Linked DNA regions of Zea mays: region 2 is linked to region 1. A link is a contact called in public Hi-C data. All regions are on one chromosome and are shown on one strand. Each heading gives the region's core, a stretch centred on a gene start, on an enhancer-like site or on the middle of the called end of the contact. The rest is flanking DNA. Distances are from core to core; before and after follow the strand shown.

Region 1 (4,983 bases), core at 1,793-4,292:
CGATATGCAATTAACGATTTTTTTTCAATAGTCAAAGAATAAAAAGATTTCATGTCATCTAAACAACAGAAAAAATCAGACACCTAAAACATAATATAGAAGAAGCGATATAAACCATGCATATCTAACACCCAAAGAAAATCAAAAGCCTACTTCTCTCCATTAATTATTTAAGTTTTTGTTTACGAATGTTTCTTCAGGAAATCGATTGCCACTGCAGCATGAAATGCAGCTCCGACAGGAAGCGCGTCCTCATCGATCACAAAGTAGGGGGAGTGGGGTTGCTGCACAGTCACCATGGTGCTTTCATTGCCAACTCCAATGGTGAAGAAGGCGCCGGCCATTCTCCGCGCGTAGAACCCAAAGTCCTCCGCGCCCATCACTTGGGGAGCAACCTTGACATGGTTTTCGCCTAGCAAGCTCTCGCCCACTGCCCTTGCATGGGCATACATCCGTTCGTCGTTGGCCACAGCAGGATATGGCCTCATCTCCTCCTCCATGAAGTCCAATGAAGCAGTACAGTGATGTACCGAAGAATGTCCTTCCACAATCTGCTCACGTGTACGTGCATGCATTTATCGATTGTAGAAGCAAGAGACTATGATGTGTTTACATAGGTTCAGGTCTTAGAGGAAGTTAGTTAATTACCTCTTTAACCCTCTTCATGAGATACGACAAACCTTCATCTGTCATGCTCCTCATTGTGCCGCCAAAGGTGACAGACTCCGGGATAACATTGAAAGCTTCTCCTCCTTTCACGAAAGTGATAGATACCACCTGGAAGATTAATTATATACTATTAAGTAGCAACAGAGAGGAGGCAACAATCTTCCTGAATTTCTACACAGCTTATGACCGACCACTTACTGCACCATGGAGGGGATCCACTTCACGAGCAACGATTTGCTGAAGGCTGAGGATTGCAGTGGCTGCAACCACAACAGGGTCGACGGATTCATGGGGTACTGCGGCATGACCACCTTTCCCACGAATAGTTGCAGAGAACCGACCCGCTGTCGCTGTGAATGGTCCTGGCCTTGATGCGACGACACCTACTGGAAGTGCTGGGTCCACATGCAAGCCAAATATGGCTGACACGCCGTCAAGAGCACCTTCTTGCAAGACGTAGTAGGCTCCGCCATAGCCCTCCTCTGATGGTTGGAACACAAGCTTTACAGCACCCTGACGAAGGAAATAACTGTGAGCTAGCATGGAATGCGAAAATGATCTAGTGAAGAGAAAAAACCATAACAATGACAGTTCTTTCTTCCTTCTTTTCTTGAACGAACTACACTGACAGTTCTTTCTTCCTTCTTTTTTTTTTCTTCTTAACGAACTACACTGACAGTTCTTTCTTCCTTTTTTTCTTCTTAACGAACTACACTGACAGTTCTATGCTATTTACAAATTCAGGTGGTTTGAATTGCAGATATATATATGATACCTTCAAGTCACCCTTCCGAGCTTGAAGTAGCTTAGCAGCTCCTAGGAGCATTGTTGTGTGCGCATCGTGCCCACAAGCATGCATTTTCCCACTTTCTTGGCTCTTGTATGCCCAATCGACCATTTCCTGCAAAAGGACGACTAATACCAATTCAAGTACTGAGCAATATGGCGCATCCGATTCATGGTCGTGGTTAGCCAGGACCACATCCAATTCATGTTCTATCGGATACATACATGTACCATTGCTAAATCTTACTGGTGAACTAACAATAAAAAACTCGAACTGCTATAGAAGTAAGACAACCCTAGAACATTGACATTAAAAAAAACTCTCATGCCGGCTTGGAAAATTCTCTATGGGCCTGTTTAGTTGCCTGCATGGCTGAGCCTGACTCGTATCTAGTGAGTCTGGCTCTGACTGGTCTGACTGAACACATGCAACTTCTTGTGTTTGGTTGTCTACATGCGATCAGTCTGGTTTATGAGAGATGTTGTTTAGTTACCGGTATGAATATTTATTGTATGAGTTAAAAGTGTTATTAAATAAATAAAAATTGTATTAGTAGACAATAATTATATGTTAAAATTATTTCATAGACGCTAACTATATGTTAATAAACACTAATTATATACTAATCTTAATCACGTAATTTTTTATTTAAAATATACATAGCATGTGTGGTCTAGTTTCGTTCGTAAAAATATCAAAAACACAGATATGAAATCGGTTCGGTAATTAAATCTTTTAATTACAAGATATAACAAAAAAACCAAAAAAAAACCAACATCTCGATTTGCGTGCTTGAGTAAACAGTCGGCTTAGGCAAGCCTGGCCACGCGCGTGCGACCGCGTGCTTGAGTAAACAGTCGGCTCAACCAAGCCTGGCCACGCGCGTGCGACCGCGCTGGGCGTTCCCACCGGGCCTGGCTCGCGGCGCTTTGAGGTTCGTGCTGACCTGTCTCTTGCAATACAGCGAACCACTGCATTTTGTATATGCAAATATAGTTGCACCAACAGGGAATGGAACCAAACACATGGTATATAACAATAGACTTCCGTTTCATATGTCTTGTAATATATTATTACCAACAAATATGCCTGAAGCTTCTACTAGTATAATGTTGGAATGTCCATATTATTAGCAAACACAAAAAAAACCCCTAAATTTTGTTTGTTCATACTCATACACAGACCTGCACGGGGAGCGCGTCCATGTCGGCCCGGAGCGCGACCGTGGGCCCGGCGCTACCAGCAATGGTGGCCACAACGCCGGTCTGGGCGACTGGCCACCTGTAGGGCACGCCGATTGCGTCGAGCTCAGCGCGCACGAGCTCGCTGGTGCGGTGCTCCTGGAAGGCCAGCTCGGGCCGCTGGTGGATGCGGCGCCGCACGCCGCGGAGCCACGTGACGAACCTGGGCGTGCGCGCCTCCTCGAGGAGCGGCTGTTGTTCTCCAACGACGGCTCCGAGTAGTGGCGGCGCCTCCGCCGACGACAAGCGGAAGGGAAATGCAAGCGCTAAGTGTACGGTGAAGAGGATAGCTGAGGCGAAGGCGGCCATGGCACTTGTATTAATTTGCAAATAACTAATGTGTTGTGCTTTGAGAAACTGGAGTAATACTACTTTGAGCTTTTTTGGACTGGTCGCATGCATCTGTTGATGTGTAATTTTAGTTGGCCGATCCGATTACGGAGGGATAGTCAGTAGGACCTAGACCTTGCATATTCACGAGTCGAGCTATTTCGGATCTAAAGATGACCTAGCTCATTTTAAAAGATTCAGTGATTCAGCTTTTTTAAATTCTTATATTGATAACTTTTCTTTGAAACATTTTATTTATTTTTTTCGACGTGAGCAAACATGCATGCATCGATCTGTCCTAAAGGCATTTTTGAAACATTTTATTTATTTTTTTCGACGTGAGCAAACATGCATGCATCGATCTGTCCTAAAGGCATTTTTTAATCTCAGAATTTTTTTTCATTTTTTCAAATATACGATGATGGAGTAATGCTCCTTGGAGCTTTTTTGAACTGGTCGCTCATGCATCGGTTGATGTGTGATGTTGGTTGTCCCATCGATTACCAAGGTATACTTAGGACCTCGTATATTCACGAGTCCTTAGCATCTGTTGAAGGCCTACTAGCTATTTCAGATCTGAAGACGATCTAGCTCACTCCAAGAGATTCAGTGATGAAGCTTTTTAAAATTCTTGTATTGATAACTTTTTATTGACACATTATAGTTATTATTTTTGGAATATGCATGCATAGATCTGTCCTGAAGGCATTTTTTAGTCTCAAATTTGTTTCATTTTATCAAATATACGATGCAATAGTTATGTTGCGCTTTGAGACGTTGGAGTAATGCTCTTTCGAGCTTTTTTGGACAGGTTGAGTCTGTGCATGTATCTCTTTATGTATGATGTTGGTTGGCCAATTGATTACGAAGGGATACTTATTAAGACCTCGCATATTCACGAGTCCTTAGCATCTGTTGAAGGCATGCTAGTTATTTCGGATCTGAAGACGATCTAGCTCATTCCAAAAGATTTAGTGATGCATCTTTTTAAAATTCTTGTATGGATAACTTTTTTGAAACATTCTATTTATTTTTTGGAACGTGAGCACACATGCATGCATAGATCTGTCCTAAATGCATTTTTAATCTCAGAAATTTGTTCCATTTTATCAAGTATACGATGCTATAGTTATGTTGTGCTTTGAGATGCTGGAGTAATGCTCCTTTGAGTTTTTTTTGGACTGGTCGCTTTGAGTCTGTGCATGCATATGTTGATGTGTGGTGTTGGTTGGCCGATCCGATTACGAAGGGACGATACTGAGTAGGACCTTGCATATTCACGAGTCCTTAGCATCTGTTGAAGGCATGCTAGTTATTTCGGATCTGAAGACGACCTAGCTCATTTCAAAAGATTTAGTGATACAGCCTTTTAAAATTCTTGTATGGATACCTTTTTTGAAACATTCCATTTGTTTTTTGGAACGTGAGCACACATGCATGTATAGATCTGTCCTAAAGGCATTTTTTAATCTCAGAAATTTCTTCCATTTATCAAATATACGATGCTATAGTTATGTTGTTCTTTGAGGTGCTGGAGTAATGCTCCTTCGAGCTTTTTTTGGACTGGTCGCTTTGAGTCTGTGCATGCATCTGTTGATTTGTGATGTTGGTAGGCCGATCGATTAATAAAGGATATTTAGTAGGACCTCGCATATTCACGAGTTCTTAGCATCTGTTGAAGGCCTGCTAGCTATTACGGATCTGAAGACAACCTAGCTCATTCAAAAAGATTAAGTGATGAAACTTTTTAAATTTCTTGTATCGATAACTTTTTTTTGAAACATTCTATTTTTTTTGGAACGTGAACACACATGCATGCATAGATGGGGAATAAATTCTTGGTAGTGGAACCTCATCCTTCGAGCATGCTTTGAGGTATGTGAAATTAATACACATCCTCCATTTGATGTTGGAGTTCTTAACCATGATTGTGTTGCCCAACCACTCTACGTATGT
Region 2 (4,817 bases), core at 993-3,492, 620 kb after region 1:
ACCGATTTATCTTGACGTGAAACCGCTGTTTTTACCGGTTTTCTTTTTTTTTTGCCTTTTTTGCTGTTTTTTTTACCGGTTTCATTTTTTATAAAAATTTCAAAACTTTTGAATTTTAAATAAATTTTAGAAAACACTGGAAACCCATTACCGGTCTGGTCTCATAACAGGAAACCAGAGCGGTTTTGTAAACCGTGACACGCGGTGATACGCCTGACAAGGTCCTCATGGATTCGGGCGCTAAAGGCGCGCGCGGCGGCGGCGGGCAACGCGACGCAGCCCCGGCCCCTGGTCACTGTGGTCGTCGGCCGTCGCCCCAAAGACGAAAAGCCTCCGCGCTGCCCCTCCTATCCACTGCGGCTCTGCGCAGTCCCTCCCATCATCTTGAAAATCCGTGCAAAAGAGGCAGACTCCCTCCTCTCCAAAGGCAGCGAGCCAGCCACCGTACAACGCCAGTGCTCCCGTCCCGCCTTTAGTTACCTGCGGGCCGCTTTGGTCTGGATGCGCTGCCGCTGCATGCCCCGCCCGGTTCTCGCCGGTCGCCACGATAAAAGGCGGGCAGGCAGGCAGAGGGAGGAAAGAAGCCGCCGCGCGGGCAAAGCTAAAAAGCACAGTGCACATGCATGTATAAAGGTCTCAAAGGAGTCGAGGCGATCGAAGAAGGGATCTTCCTCAGGCCCAGAGCCGGCCCGCTGCGGCGGCGACGTGCGTCTGGGTGGGGTACTGGGGCGTGGGAGGGAGCTGGCCGGCCGCTTTTGACTGAGATAGATGGGATCTTTCCTCTCAGACAGACAGCCTCCGGCTCAGGCGCGGCTCAAGCTGCAAGCGCCTTATCGGCCGGCACAGCAGTAAATGACTTGGGCTCGAAGAGAGCTAAAGACAAGGCATGGGCGAGTTCAAAGAGCATCCAATGCGGACAGTGACAAACATGCATGCGGTCTTCTTCACACGACGCGTTCCGTTGCATGCACGTGCATGAAGCTAGCTAAAACGTTATCTGAAGCCTCCCAGCATCCGTCAGAACTATTTACCCATACACATGAACAAGATATTATATAGGAAGGCAACAGAACTAGTTAATAGTACTTGTGAAGCAAGCGTTTTGGGGTTACATCAGATCCAAGCGCAAACATGCATGCGGAGACGAACGTAACTGAAAATGAAACAGCAAACATAGGTCTCATCTGGGGTCTACTGTCCCCAGATAAATGGGGAACCAAATCTTAAAAGAAACGCGCGGTAGGGGTACCGGTGGAACAAAACTAGTGATAGGGCATGCATCGCGGGTGTCTTTAATTTTGCAATTAAATCTACTGCTGCTCCCTTATGATGTGATGATGAGGACTCCTCTTCAATTCATGCTGCTGCTGCTGCTCCTGCTTCGTCGACGCGCGCTATAGCTGTAAACTTTGCTCTACCTACACCTCAGTGCCTGCAGCAAACGGAACGTTCGGTCAGATCATGCATGCACACACAGCAGCCAGCAAAATTAAAGGAGGAAATATATGGATTTATTTGGTAAATTACAAGTAGTTTTCGTAGGTCGTCGTGGCAGCGCTACCGGAGTCCCGTGGCGCGTTGCACCTGAAACATTCCATCCTGCTAGCGAAGTTGTGCTCGTTGCAACCGGACCTGTACGTAAAATATATATATTATTCAGCAACCTCATCATTCCATGCACATATGCATGCAGACAGAAAGAAGCCACAAATTAAAACACGACGCAGCACCTGGTGCAGATCCAGTCTCCAGACTTCCAACCGGGGCGGTTGGTACGGGCGGCAGCGCCGCTGCCGAAGCCGGCGTAGCCGCGTGAGCGTGACATGTCACTATCAAAGGCGCCGGCAGCCTCCTCCTTGTAGGCAGAGCACCTGAAGCAGTTGGAGCGGCTGGCGAAGTTGTGTGCGCCGCAGGAGCAGTACCAGTCACCAGGGCGGACATCAGAGCCAGCACCAAAGCCACCGCCGAAGGAGGAACCACCACGCCCACCCAAGTCGCCACCACCGCCGCTACGATCACCAACTCCACGTGGTTCACTGCAGCGCTGGCATGCATCCCGACGGCTGAAGTTGAGGTGCTGGCACGCCCTGCAGTCCCAGTCTCCTGGCTTCCTGTTCATCTTGCCGCCGCCTGCACCCAGATAAAAAAAATTTCAAAGAGCTAGAACCAAGAAGATATACACAAAGCTAAATTACCTAAACAAAGCTCTCTCTCCTAGCTAGCTGGAACAAGTGCTATGGAGCTAGCGAAATGGTGATGCAGCAAGGTGCGTCTGTGCAGGGGTATTTATAGCGAAGTTTGGAGGGGATGCTGAAACCGAGGGTGAGCCTATCTTTGTGCCTTTGATTCTTGGTGCCCGCGAAGAACAAGGGAATCACGTAAAACTAGAAGAAGAAAAGAAAGAAAGAAAGCTAAGAGGGGGAGTTAAAGAAAAGAAGAGAAAGCGTCATTAAAGGGAAAAAGAATTATGGGGAGGGAGTTTGAATGCCTACTTTGCCCTGCATCTTAGCCTGCCGTGGCAACATCTTTTGAGACATGGGATGGAGGGATGCGCACTTCTTCTTCGTATTCTTGTGCTTAGGAAATATGGCGTGTGCTCACAATGTCTATCCAAAATACAGGATAACGCTGCAGTATGAAATTTGAGAAGGAGCTAGGTTGGTATAGCATCCGAAATATGGCGTGCATGTAAATATTCTCTGTTTTCATGGCATACTTCAAGTCGATGCAGTTAACTTCCTAATTTTGAAGGTATAACACGTTCCAAAACAACAAACATATCTGTGCTAAAAGACAGAAAACATAATGTATGCCAACAGTACAACTCATCGCACTACATCGACCATCGCACAAAATATATGAAAGGAAAGGCAAAACCTAAAATTAGCACTTATTAGATTCTGATGCAAATAGTGTTAAGAATGGAGCCTGTCATTGTAAACCTATGCTTATTTATCATCGATATATATACAACCTTTGATTCATGCAGCTAAAGAAAAAGGTCATTCCTGTTTCTGATATTCAATGCTAGCTTTGCTTTCTTTTACTATCAATTATTGAGAAAAGACAATGGAATCCATTCCAAGCAACCATCACATCAACTCAGCGCTATAACCATTTCTGTCGAGCAATCTACAACAAGTCCATGGCCCACCCATATCATTTATTCAGCATAACTTGATGTAAGCAAGCCTCTTTCAACACAAACACCCTTTTTTCATGAATTTAGAGGTCCCTTCCATAGCCATAATTAGCTGGTGATAATTAGGTTTCTGAACCATATATATATATATATATATATATATATATATATATATATATATATATATATATATATATATATATATATATATATATATATATATATATATATATATATATATATATATATATATATATATATATACACTATCACTAATATGACAAAAAGAGTTCCATAATTAATTGTCAGAGAAATATTTCTAAGAAGATGCAAAAAAGTAGGTGTTCCGGATCAGAAATGGACTAGCTGATTTTCCGGATAAGAAGGAACAAGTATGAATATGAAGACACTGCCTTACCAAGTGAATATTCTAAATGCAAAGACAGATAGGAGCATAAAGTGTTCAGCAGCTTACCAACAGCGTAACATCTACTTCCACCATTCTAAATTACAAAATATATATTTCGGCATTTCTACATATATATATAGCTTTTGCTATGCACTTGATTTACACTATCTACATATATAATAAAGGTGATGTACCTAGAAAAACTATAACATTTTATAATTTCCAAGAGAGAGAGAGAGAGAGAGAGAGTACAACAGGATGTGCATGTGACAAAAGAGAAATTAGCACTAGTTAAAGAACACACTATCTTCTCAACTAAGTGGATCCAACATGTGAGAAACTTTTTCTTTGCAGAAAGGAAAAAAAATTAAGAGAAGCTCCCCACCCCTACCCCCTGGATACGTTCATGCAAAAAAAAACAAATGTCTTTAAACAAATATGATATGGTTGAGAAGCAAATACATTTTACCCCAGTTCTGCTCACCAAATGACCCGAGCTATCTTACTTTTGGCACAAACTGATATACCACTTGGGCCCTAGCGTTTTTTCCTCATATACTAAAAATAGCAATTGTTGGTTATCGAAATGCAAATGCATACTCGAAGACGGTCAGATGATACAAAATTGAATGGGTGAAAGTGAGAGAAGAGAAAGAAAAGCCAAAACTAAAAATCAAGACATAGGCACATAGCCAATTGAATTGCTGAGATGGTAAGCATTGAGAACCAGGCTTTATCTTTTTCGCTGTAAGAGAGGGAATTTTCGAATGCAGAGAAAGATTTCACGCACAAAACGAGATAAAAAAATGATTCCTGGGCAGAAAGCAAGCAAAGAGAGGAGCTGATGCATAACTGGTGAGAGTGCCTGAAGGGTGGCGTTGACCACTGCCTTTATAACTCTTTGGACATCCTTTTAATTTTCGGTTGTGTTTTAAATCCCCTGTGTTGTTTCCCTTATCCTTTTATCATGCTAATCCTTGAGGTTTTATATTACTGGATTTACTTTCGCTTTTTATCTACTGCATTTATTTCATTTCTTTTATGTTACCGTGCTGTTACAAGTACTAGCAGTCATGGTAGTAGATGCTACCAAAGATATAGGTTTCAAAACCATAGGATGATATGCCTTCTCTTCCATTCCATTCTCTTGGGTGAAGTGAAAGGAGAAGCAGATAGAAATCATGGAGTATTGTAAAAAACTGAGGGGCCAAAAGCTAGTTTTGGATTCTCTCCTAGGGAAGTGCTTCCATGCATGACCATGACCAA

Evidence for each region. Hi-C and Micro-C count contacts between places; a contact is called where the count stands out from the background.
Region 2: a contact with region 1 is called in a Hi-C map of ear, with 2.1 times the contacts expected there. The contact joins the promoter of LOC100194201 here to the promoter of LOC100282144 in region 1. A contact is called at or near these places in 2 of 25 Hi-C or Micro-C datasets (ear and tassel).

Annotation. Positions count from the first base shown.
Region 1 is chr5:113,761,538-113,766,520 of Zm-B73-REFERENCE-NAM-5.0, forward strand. It overlaps LOC100282144 (IAA-amino acid hydrolase ILR1), which reads right to left and starts at 3,043. Exons shown (of 5, transcript NM_001155056.1): 1 at 2,641-3,043; 2 at 1,445-1,570; 3 at 868-1,182; 4 at 649-777; 5 at 6-551. The coding sequence starts at 3,006. The coding sequence ends at 183.
Region 2 is chr5:114,383,263-114,388,079 of Zm-B73-REFERENCE-NAM-5.0, forward strand. It overlaps LOC100194201, which reads right to left and starts at 2,243. Exons shown (of 4, transcript NM_001139246.1): 1 at 2,196-2,243; 2 at 1,731-2,130; 3 at 1,528-1,632; 4 at 1,058-1,432. The coding sequence starts at 2,119. The coding sequence ends at 1,426.